Regions from separate parts of the Triticum aestivum genome. Here region 2 is linked to region 1. Evidence: chromatin contacts called from public Hi-C data. All regions are on one chromosome and are shown on one strand. Each heading gives the region's core, a stretch centred on a gene start, on an enhancer-like site or on the middle of the called end of the contact. The rest is flanking DNA. Distances are from core to core; before and after follow the strand shown.

The links. Hi-C and Micro-C count contacts between places; a contact is called where the count stands out from the background.
Region 2: a Hi-C map of leaf shows a contact between it and region 1, with 1.9 times the contacts expected there. The contact joins the promoter of LOC123091453 here to the promoter of LOC123091451 in region 1. A contact is called at or near these places in 4 of 5 Hi-C or Micro-C datasets (leaf and an unstated tissue).

The regions. Positions count from the first base shown.
Region 1 is chr4B:130,851,620-130,857,665 of IWGSC CS RefSeq v2.1, reverse strand. LOC123091451 (F-box/LRR-repeat protein 4) reads left to right here and starts at 4,394. Exons shown (of 1, transcript XM_044512960.1): 1 at 4,394-6,046. The coding sequence starts at 4,394. The coding sequence ends at 6,037.
Region 2 is chr4B:131,026,455-131,032,780 of IWGSC CS RefSeq v2.1, reverse strand. It overlaps LOC123091453 (disease resistance protein RGA2), which reads left to right and starts at 3,031. Exons shown (of 4, transcript XM_044512964.1): 1 at 3,031-6,326.

The DNA of each region.
Region 1 (6,046 bases), core at 3,145-5,644:
TCCATCTATAGACTGGTGCAAGCATCTCGGAGTTGGAATATACGCTTTGATAAGTTGATCAAAGCATATAGTTTTATATGGACTTACGATGAAGCCTGTATTTACAATGAAGTGAGTGGGAGCACTACATCCTTTCTGATTAGTATATGTGAGTGACATATTGTTGATCAGAAATGATGTAGAATTCTTCTGCAAAGCATAAAGGAGTGTTTTAAAGGAGTTCTTTAAAAGGAAAAGACCTCAGTAAAAGCTACTTACATATTGAGCATCAAGATCTATTGAGATAGATCAAGACGCTTGATAAGATTTTCAATGAGTACATACCTTGGCAAGATTTTGAAATAGTTCAAAATGGAACAGTCAAAGAAAGAGTTCTTGCCTGTGTTGCAAAGGTGTTAAATTGAGTAATACTCAAATCCTGACCACGGCAGAAAATAGAAAAGAGAATGAAAGTCATTCCCTATGCCTCAGTCATAGGTTCTATAAAGTATGCTATGCTATGTACCAGACCTATTGTATACCTTGCTCTGAATTTGGCAAGGGAGTACAATAGTGATCTAGGAGTAGATCACTGGACATTGGTCAAAAGTTATCCTTAGTGGAATAAGGATATGTTTCTCAATTATGGAGGTGACAAAAGGTTTGTCGTAAAAGGTTACGCCGATACAAGTTTTGGCACTGATCCAGATGACTCTAAGTCTTAATCTGGATACATATTGAAAGTGGGAGCAATTAGCTAGAGTAGCTCCGTGCAGAGCATTGTTAACATAGAATATTTGCAAAATACATACGGCTCTGAATATGACAGACCCGTTGACTAAACTTCTCTCACGAGCAAAACATGATCACACCTTAGTACTCTTTGGGCATTAATCACATAGCGATGTGAACTAGATTATTGACTCTAGTAAACCCTTTGGGTGTTGGTCACATGACGATGTGAACTATGGGTGTTAATCATATACAGATATGATTATTAGTGTTAAATCACATGGCGATGTGAACTAGATTATTGACTCTAGTGCAAGTGGGAGACTGAAGGAAATATGCCCTAGAGGCAATAATAAAGTTATTATTTATTTCCTTATAATCATGATAAATATTTATTATTCATGCTAGAATTGTATTTACCAGAAACATAATACATGTGTGAATACATAGACAAACAAAGTGTCACTAGTATGCCTCTACTTGACTAGCTCGTTAATCAAAGATGGTTATGTTTCCTAACCATGAACAATGAGTTGTTATTTGATTAACGAGGTCACATCATTAGCGGAATGATCTGATTGACATGACCCATTCCATTAGCTTAGCACCCGATCGTTTAGTATGTTGCTATTGCTTTCTTCATGACTTATACATGTTCCTATGACTATGAGATTATGCAACTCCCGTTTGCCGGAGGAACACTTTGGGTACTACCAAACGTCACAACGTAACTGGGTGATTATAAAGGAGTACTACAGGTGTCTCCAATGGTCGATGTTGGGTTGGCGTATTTCGAGATTAGGATTTGTCACTCCGATTGTCGGAGAGGTATCTCTGGGCCCTCTCGGTAATACACATCACATAAGCCTTGCAAGCATTACAACTAATATGTTAGTTATGAGATGATGTATTACGGAACGAGTAAAGAGACTTGCCGGTAACAAGATTGAACTAGGTATTGGATACCGACGATCGAATCTCGGGCAAGTAACATACCGATGACAAAGGGAACAACGTATGTTGTTATGCGGTCTGACCGATAAAGATCTTCGTAGAATATGTAGGAGCCAATATGGGCATCCAGGTCCCGCTATTGGTTATTGACCAGAGACATGTCTCGGTCATGTCTACATTGTTCTCGAACCCGTAGGGTCCGCACGCTTAAGGTTACGATGACAATTATATTATGAGTTTATGCATTTTGATGTACCGAAGGTTGTTCGGAGTCCCGGATGTGATCACGGACATGACGAGGAGTCTCGAAATGGTCGAGACATAAAGATTGATATATTGGAAGCCTATGTTTGGACATCGGAAGTGTTCCGGGTAAAATCGGGATTTTACCGGGTTACCGGGAGGTTACCGGAACCCCCCGGGAGCCATATGGGCCATCATGGGCCTTAGTGGAAAGGAGAAAGGGGCAGCCCAAGGGGGCTGCGCGCCTCCCCCCTTCCCCTAGTCCTATTAGGACTAGGAGAGGTGGCCGGCCACCCCTCTCCCTCTTTCCCCCTTGGGAATCCTAGTTGGAATAGGATTGGGGGGGGGAGTCCTACTCCCGGTAGGAGTAGGACTCCTCCTGCGCCTCTCTCTCTTGGCCGGCGCCCCCTTCCCCCTTGGCTCCTTTATATACTGAGGTAAAGGCACCCCAAAGACACACAAGTTGACACAAGTTGATCCACGTGATCTATTCCTTAGCCGTGTGCGGTGCCCCCTGCCACCATATTCCTCGATAATAGTGTAGCGGAGTTTAGGCGAAGCCCTGCTGCTGTAGTTCATCAAGATCGTCACCACGCCGTCGTGCTGACGAAACTCTTCCCCGACACTTTGCTGGATCGGAGTCCGGGGATCGTCATCGAGCTGAACGTGTGCTCGAACTCGGAGGTGCCGTAGTTTCGGTGCTTGATCGGTTGGATCGTGAAGACGTACGACTACTTCCTCTACGTCGTGTCATCGCTTCCGCAGTCGGTCTGCGTTGGGTACGTAGACAATACTCTCCCCTCGTTGCTATGCATCACATGATCCTGTGTGTGCGTAGGAAATTTTTTGAAATTACTACGAAACCCAACAGTATAATCCATGGACTCTACATTAGTCATAAAAAACTCACATATTTATTGCAAAAATCTATTAGTTATCGAAACAAAGTACTACACACATGCTCCTAGGAGGATAGATTGGTAGGAAAAGACCATCGCTCGTCCTCGACCGCCACTCATAAGAAAGACAATCAATAAATATCTCATGCTCCAACTTCGTTACATAGCGGTTCACCATACGTGCATGCTACGGGAATCACAAACCTCAACACAAGTATTTCTCTAATTCATAATTACTCACTAGCATGAATCTAATATCATGATCTTTATATCTCAAAACAATCATAAGAAATCAAATTTCTCATAGTATTCAATGCACTCTATATGAAAGTTTTTAATATACCCCTCTTGGATGACTATCATATTAGGACTAAATTTATAACCAGAGCAAATTACCATGCTATTTAAAAAGACTTTCAAAATAATATATGTGAAGCATAAGAGTTCAACAATTTATATAAAATAAAACCACCGTCGTGCTCTAAAAAGATATAAGTGAAGCACTAGAGCAAAATTGTCTAGCTCAAAAAATATAAGTAAAGCACATAGAATATTCTAATAAATCATGATTCATGCATGTCCCTCTCAAAAGATGTGTACAGCAAGGATGATTGTGACAAACTAAAAAGCAAAAACTCAAATCATACAAGACGCTCCAAGCAAAACACATATCATGTGATGAATAAAAATATAACTTCAAGTAGAGTTACCGATAGACGAAGACGAAAGAGGGACTGCCTTCCGGGGCATCCCCAAGCTTAGGCTCTTGGTTGTCCTTGAATATTACCTTGGGATGCCTTGAGCATCCCCAAGCTTAGGCTCTTGCCATTTTCTTATTCAATTGTCCATCAAATCCTTACCTAAAACTTAAAAACTTCACAATACAAAACTCAACAGAAAATCGCATAAGCTCCGTTAGTATAAGAAAATAATCACCACTTTTGATACTGTTGTGAACTCATTCTTTATTTATATTGATATAATATCTACTCATTCCAACTTTTCTATGGTTCATACCCCCGATACTACTCATAAATTCATCAAAATAAGCAAACAACACATAGAAAACAGAATCTGTCAAAAACGGAACAGTCTGTAGCAATCTGAAAACTTCGAATACTTCTGTAACTCCAAATATTCTAAAAATTAGGATAGCCTGGGTAATTTGTGTACCAATCTTGTGCAAAAAGAATCAGATCAAAAACACGCTTCTGTAAATTATGAAAATTATTTTCCTACGCGCAAACGTTTCTGTTTTTCAGCAGGATCAAAACAAATTATCACTGTAAGCCATCCCAAAAATCTTACTTTACGCAACACTAATTAAAAAAGTGTTTCATGAAAAAGAAAGAAAACGCCGAGACGAAAGCATTCCATGGAGCCTCGAATCCTGTGATTTATCCATCGGAGCCGCCTCCACAACCATTTTGGAAGGATAGCCAACGCACGCTCACGCCGCCGATGTTGATACGATACGATACCCCCACCTCGCTTGTCGGCATCTCCCTCCTTCCCCACCTAATCTCGCGGGCGGCCACACAAGAGCGACCCCCCTCCCCACCTTCCCCAGCCCCATCCCCACCTGAGGCCGCCGAGCAGCCCAATTCCCCTGGAGGGAAAATTTTACCTGGGCACGCCGTGCCGATGAGCTGAGGCGTGGCCGCGTTCTCCCCCTGGCTACGGCGCCAATAAGCCCCCGACGCGGCGGCGGAGGCCGCCGCGCCGGCTGCGGTGGCGGGGCATGCGGCGACGTGGACGCCGCGCTCTGCGACGACCTGCTGCAGGAGGTGTTCCGCCTGCTCCCGCCCGCCGCCGGGCCGGCCGTCTCCCTCGTCTCCCGCCGCTGGGTCGCGCTCCTCCGAGCCTCCACGTCCCGCCTCACCCTCCGCCTGCCGCCGGCCTTCACCGGAGCATCGGCCTCCGCGGCTGCGGGTCCTCTGGCTGACCTGCTCTCGCGCTACCCGTATCTATCCGCGCTGGCCGTCGTCTCCGCGTCCTCGGCCGCCGCTCACGACGCCGACGCGCTCCTGCTCGCGGTGTCCGCCTCGCCGTCGGCCACCAGGCTCACGGCGCTGCGGTTCTCGGTCGGTTCGCCCGTCTCGCCCGCTGCACTGCGCGACGTCTCCGTCACCCTCTCCGGCCTCACCTCGCTCCACCTCGCCGCCGTCAGCCCCCTGTCGTTCCGTTGGCTCGCCTGCTTGCCCTGCCTCAAATCCTTCGCCTTTGTCAACTCCGCCGTTGCTGCCGTTGACTCGGCCGGTTCCAGCTCCGATGAAGACTCCAGCTGCGAGGGCGACGCCGTAGGGGCGTTGCCTCTGGAGAGGCTGTCGCTGTGCGGCATCCGCTCCGGCGACCACGGACTCGGGTGGCTATGGCAGCGCTGTGGGAGCCTACGGTGGCTGCAGCTGCGCGCTTGCGACGGCATCGGAGATGGCCCCGCGTCGAATGCCTTCTCAGGATGCCTCGCCGGCCTGCTCGAGCTTGAGCTCCGCGCTTGCCGAACCGTCGCCGACCGCGTCCTCCTCATCGCCGCTGACCGGTGCTGTGCTCTCAAGTCTCTCCTGGTGTATGACGGCGGCAGCAGGGAGGCCCTTCTCCAGTTCATCCGTCGGCGCGGCGCGGCACTGCATACCTTGGACCTCCGCCTGCCTCTCGACCTGCACAATGACCACCTCCTTGCAATTGGCGCAGAGCAAGGCCACGACACCCGGGGCAGTCTTGCCGTGCTTCGCCTTCAAAGCTGTGTCCTCGTCACGGGGGACGGGCTCCGTTCTCTCGCGCGCACGGCCATTGGGGCGGGCATCAAAGAAGTCGCCCTGGTGAGCTGCGACGTAGTTGAACGGGAGCCTGGGCTGCTCACGTTCCTCAGCCAGAGCATGCGCCACCTCCGCCGGCTTGATCTGTCTTACAACGAGACCCTGAAGGACAAGGAGATTGGAGCCATGCTATCATCTTGCCGGAATCTAATTGACATCCGGTTTAGGGGTTGCCGCGGCATTACCGGTGAATCGCTACTCTCATTGCTTAGGCACTGTGGGCAGACAGTGGAGGTTGTGGACATCTCCCGCTGCCCTGCCATTAAAGGGGCCAGTGTCGAACTCTTTGCACAGCGAGCCGCCCGTTTGAACCATTTGGTCATCGAGGAGAGCTTGGTGTCGGAGGAACTGAAGGCGATTGCACGGACGAAACGCATGGAGGTTGGCCCATTGCCTTGTGAAGGATCATTCTGACGTATGGTA
Region 2 (6,326 bases), core at 1,782-4,281, 180 kb before region 1:
CTTGGTTGGAGTGGCAGCCGTGCCTAGTCCATAAGGGCATCTCTAAGGCGGACCTGCAAACCTCCGGCAACTTGTACTTTAGGGGGTTATTCATCAAAAAAATCAAGCCACACACCTTTGTCCCCCCGTCAGTTACTAGCAGCTAAGTCCCATACGATGCTGGGCGTACCTCGTCAGCATCGCTAACATAAACAAACATCATTTGAACCGTATATGCGCATCTATGCCAAGTTATGGAACCAATTCGATGTATTTTACAAGTTCAGGCACTAAAGTGCACATCCGTGGCAAGTTTAAGCACCATCAGTGTATTTACCTCGACGAAAAAGTCCTATGGACTCAGACTTTGACTCTTCATCATCAATTCATCATCAGATCGGTGTCAATGCCCAATGGCGTCATTAATGGTGGGCAAGTGCAGGTCTGTGTCATGGTGAAGAAGAAAAAACTTCTCCCTCCGTCTAGGTGTAAACCTTAAGAAAACCAAATAATCTCAAAACACTTAGGCGTGGTGCATTAACTCTCATCTCGTTTCTTGATATAAATAAATGAATCAACCAATAAGAGATGTGCGACGTGTACGCTTTTAATGACTTGAGACTAACACGACATGCAGTGGTCAATTCATTGAATGCAATGTTATTAATTAGCAAATAAACATTAATTTTTCTTGTTTTCCCCTGTCTTGATCACGGTGTACAACCTAAGATGACTTATGCACCTGCATGGAGGGAGTACATATGTTTAGGGCATATACAAGAGTGCAACGCTTCTGTGGCTAGGCTCATCTGCATCCGGCCAGAGAAAAAAATCACAAAAAAAAATAAAAAAAACATTTTTTTTGCATGGTAGAAAAATTATTCTATGAGGTTCGCTTCAATTTTCAGATCATTTGGACATCTGAGTTACTCTCAGCAAAAAAGACAAATCAGGTCAAAACAGTGCATGAATAGTAAACTTTTTTAAGATCCTGAATTTGCCTTTTTTGCCGAGAGCAGCTCATATGTCCAAATGATCTGAAAATTGGAGTGGACCTCACACATCAAATTATCTACCGTGCAAAAACTTGGAATTTCTTGAATTTTTCTAGTATTTGTTTTGGGTGCAGATGTGCCTGAGCTCAGAAGTGGATTATCGTATATACAATGGTTTATAAGACATTCTTATTTTATCTCTGCCATGTACATTTTTTTGCGGGGACCTGCCATTTAATTTAGATATGACAATAAAACTAATATACCATGAATTATCTCTTATTCTTATCTCTAGTAACTAGATATAGCTAAATATGTGGTAAGTGATGTCGTTCTAAGTGATCATCCCTTAATTAAGAAAAGGTAAACTTTTTCTTCTAGTTTGTCTCTCCCACCTCAGTATTTATTCTACGCGGCACCGCTAAGATATTATCATTGTACATGCCATAAGACCGTGATGAACCAATTCAAATAAATGATTAAATACTTTGAATCATGTACATTTTTCTCTAGTTTTTTTGGGACAACATCACTAAGCTTTATTAATCACTTTTTTTTACAGGGATTGATATACTGTCATAGGGAACGCCAGGCCACACATGGCGTCCCACACTCAAAGAACTAGCATACTTAGCAATGTTGTGAGCTTCGTAATTATGATTACGCCGTTCATGGATAAGAGAACATTCCGACGAAGAAAAAACTCAGAATGCTAAGTGATCTCCTTAATAACTACTCCATGCAATCCCATTGTAGTCCGACACAATGACTAGCTTTTGTTATGCACTAGTGTATATGTATATCAAGTTCAACATCTCTTAGTCTTATCTATAGTAATTAGCATACCCTTTGTCTTGCGCTCCCAGGCAAACAAGGTGATTAGGGTTCAACATATTCTCGTTGGCGCCGCCATCGGTCCGCCTTGTCTTCGATGGCTTTAGGGCCACGAAGGCACGGTGAGCCCGGACCCTTTCCGGTGGGAGGGATCGTGCTCCATTCTTAAATTAGAGTTTTCAGTTTGATTAGGGTTTTGTGTCCTACTCATGGAGACGAGACGACGACGCCTTCTTGAAGATGGAATAAGGTCCTTCCCACCTAGCCTGCGAGATGCGTCTAGCGCAGTCGACTACAACAAGGTTTTGCCCGACTCCGATGAGGGAGGGATGATGACGATAACACTGCCTGGGCTCGCTCCAATTCTTGTAGTCGTAGCTAGGTGCTCTTCGGACTTGAATGTAATTTTTGGTAATTCTACTGTTCTTCGTACTGTCATGGCATATGATGACTAGATCAAAAGTTTTCCTGAAAAAAGACACCATGCTAAGGGATCATCTCTTAATTAAGAGAAGATAAATTTTATTTTAGTTTCTCTCTCCTTCACCTCATTACTTATTCTATGTGAAACTACTAAGATAACATAATTGTACACGCCCTAAGGCCCTGATAAACCAATTAAAAAGAAATGGTTGAATACTTTGAATCATTTCCATTGTTCTCTAGTGTGTGTATGCTGAGTTCACCACTCGAAAACGCATAGAAGCTCTCGGGTGCCAATAACATGCACCCTATATGAATAGTAAAAAACTAGGAAATATAAAAAAAATCTGAAATTTCGGGGTATCAAACATGGTCATTCATTCTGTTCACGTACGAAGTGGTACTCTTAGTGAAGAAAATATAGTTCAACCTACGATTTATTCAAACGTTTTTTATATAATTATTTTTTGTCTTTTTTGCTGAGAATACCACGGATATCATTTCTTTATGAAACTTGATTCGGGAGTACACTGTCGACCAGGTTTGATACCCTGAAATTTCAGGATATTTTTATTTTTTTAGTATTTTTTATTTTACTGTTCATATAGGGTGCATGCCCGAGAGCTAGAGCTCCTAATCCGTGTCCGTTCACCATTTCCCTATGTTGAACTTGCAACTAAATACTCCGGCCCATCTAAAACAGCCCAACGAAGGGGTCCCCGTCGCAATTAATACAACGGCCCATCTAAAACAGCGAATCCCCATCACGCCTGAGCTCACCGACGCGTGTAAGCATCTCTCTTGGCCCCTCAAAAAAAAATCTCATTCTCAAAAAAACAACAACAAATCTCTCTCGGCTCCTCCACTCGTCGGCGCGCGTCACCATCTCCATCCCCCGCCGACCCCCGCCGACCACCCGACTGTCTCTCCGTCCATCGCGGTGGCGCCGGAGCCGGTGAAGCAGAATGGACGACCAAGGAATCCCTTCCCACCCCTCGCGCGTCCATCTCCGGCCTGCTCCGATTCCTATCCCCCCTCTCCCTCCCACGCGGCGCCGAGTCAGCCGACCACCAACCCCTCCCGAGGTAGGTCAGGAAGGTACCTCACCCCGAACCCGAAGGTACACGCACGCACTGACGTCTCTTCCGCTCGGAGCTTTGCGTCACATACTCACATGGTGGCGCCTGGCGCGGTGCGCACATGGAAGATGCAGATTGCAGAGATACGTGCGTACTTCTGTATCCGCGCGCGATCAAGTCGTGCAACCGCAGTTGCAAAGCATGCCAGTTGGATTCTAGCGATTCCCGCGTACAAGTTTGGGGTGTCGGTTCACCACACCCGACGCAAAGGATTCCCTTACATTGGGATTCTGTTTCATATTTTGCTGTGATGATGCACTGTCCCTAGATTTTGGGTTCTAGCGGTTCCCGTGTATAACCTTGGCGTGTCAGTTCGAGGAAACTGTGCTAATTAGCATGCGATAATCAGGGGGTTCTTCTTAATACTAGCCACAGTGCTTTTATTTTAGTCATTCGAGAGTAGTCATGGCAGGACAAGTGCAGACAGACTGTACTGGTCATGAGATTCTGTTCATATGTGGTGGTGATGCAGTAGGACTAAAATTATCTCTGAACACGAGTCGAGCGTTGGGCTGTAGCGGTCTCCATGTTTAAGAGTTGAAGGAGACAATGCTAATTAGCACATGATAGTCATGGACTCGTAATTTTGCATTCCGTCGGTTTTAATTCTGTTAGCGTTTTGTTTTGCTAATAGTGGTGGGGAAGGAATCGAAGGCTTCGAACACGAGCATGTATTTTGCTTCGAGTAATGATGTCAATTTTATTCGATTCAAACGCTTTGGTTAGCAAAAGCAGAGGGAGTAATTATTTCTTTACAGAGGGAGTAATTGTCAGCAAAACCAGGGTAAGCTTTGCTCCGGGATGGTGCCTACATGACGCTCCTTCCCTAATATTTTTTCCTGGTCTGAGTCGTGAGTCAGAAGGTCCACGTTAACTGAAGCGAATTAGATTTATCTGGAATATCTTGACTTTGGAGAATAACTCCGACCTTAGCTTGCCAAGCTTGTTTAGCAGGAATTTACCCCACTTGCACCAACTTGCCAGTACTTTAGTTTTCTATAGTTAGGCAGCTTGGATTATGCAGGTGATGGTGACAAGTTTCCACAGTACTAGTGGCTGTTAACTTCCCATTTCAAAGTTCAATGTACTTCCGATTTCAATAATAGGACTAAAATTATCTCTTACATGTCTCTAATATGGGGTTCTAGACTTCTAGTGGTCTCCATGTTTAAGAGTTGGAGGAGACCATGCTTGTTAGTACATGATAGTCATGGACTTTTAATTATGTATTCCGCCGGTTACAATTTTCTCTCAGCATTTTGTTTCTCTAATATGGGGAAGGATTGGAATACGAGCATTTATATTGTTTTGATAAATGACATCAAATTTATTCGATTCAAACATCTAATTGTTAGCAAAACCAGGGTTAAGCCTTCATGACATGTCTCCCCTAATATTATTCGTGGTCTGGGTGGTGAGTCATAGTGTCCATATTAACAGGAACGAATCATATTTATTGTTCACTAAAAATAATCAGATTTATCTAAATCTTTTTGACTGGAGAATAGCTCCAACCTTAGCTTGCCAAGCTTGTTTAACAGGAATCTATCGTGCAGCAACTTGCCAGTACTTATGTTTTCTATAGCTAGGCACCTTAGATTATGCAGCTGATGGTGACAGATTTGTACAGTACTAGTGGCTGTTACCTTCTAATTTCAAAGTTCAATGATTTCCCATAATTGTTGAAATTTCCGGCCGCCTAGCTAGGCTCATATTTCAGTAATGTCTCAGTCATCTGAAAGAGAAATCAGTTGACCATGCATTGCCGCCCTTGGACTGTAATATATTGCTTACTCTAACCTGAATTTAACCATACGCAAGTCTATGTGGTAGGATGCAAACAATATATTGACCTCAGTTGACAGTGAATTTTTACTTTAATGTACACAGGCCTCGAGTTGTAGTTTACCTAGAGGAGAGATCGGTTGTCTTCTATCGTGACCGTGGGATTCTATCTTGAGAGTAAGGCATATTGCAGAGGTTTATTTTTGAACTGCATGAGGTATGCCATTCATGGGACCATGCTGTAATATATCTGACCCCTTGAGAAATTTGTTTTGGCTGGCAGTTCTTAGTGAGCTGATAGGCTAGCCAACTAGTAAGTGATGCATCAAACCAGAAATTAGCATGTCCTCTAGTGTTTGCTAATCTCAAATTTTTCGTTTACCTTGTGGGAAGACAAATTTCTTGTACTAGAATTAAGTTTCGTTCTTCAGAGGAGGACAGCGCACAGCCACACAGGCAAACCACGTTATTCTAGCATGCTTGTCTAATCAATGGCATCGGAACCTTCTGCCTCCCTCTCGTCCAGATAAACCAAGCATATACTGTACAGTGCTAGTGCGTCTTCGTTTGTACTTCCCTTTGGCATTCATGTTAAGTACGTGTACCGTGTATCTTATGCGGGATTAGGGAACATACCGATAGACAAAGGATGATGCTTTAGGTGACTTGCTACCTAGCTGGGGATTAGGAGACCACCAAGCTGATGCTACAGAACGGAAAGCAACAGTTTGTTTTGCTGCTCTTGTTTTCAGCAATTGCTGTGAGGGGCTCCTCTCAACCACCGAACCCCATAGGCCTTCTATTGGTGGAATTCTTAGTGATCTTTGTCCACTGTTCTTCCTTCCCATATTTTTGAAGATGTTAGGCCACGTTGCGTCAGTGAAATGCCGACAAGTGTCGTTTGAGAATCTCTCTATTATCAGCTTAAACCCTCTGACCTCCACCACTTGTTTCAAACCTTTATTCTTATTCCCACTGAATAGTTCAAGAGCAAAAGTGTTATATATATTTAGGCAAATGCTGATTCCATCAATGTATTAGCATATAATACTGAATATTTGATTCATGTTGTCTAATTAATAGTTTCTTTCCTTGTCCAGCAGCAGTGCTTACCAACTATGATTATGATGATAATTAGGTATCCACCTGCCGTCCTTAACTCATTTGATGT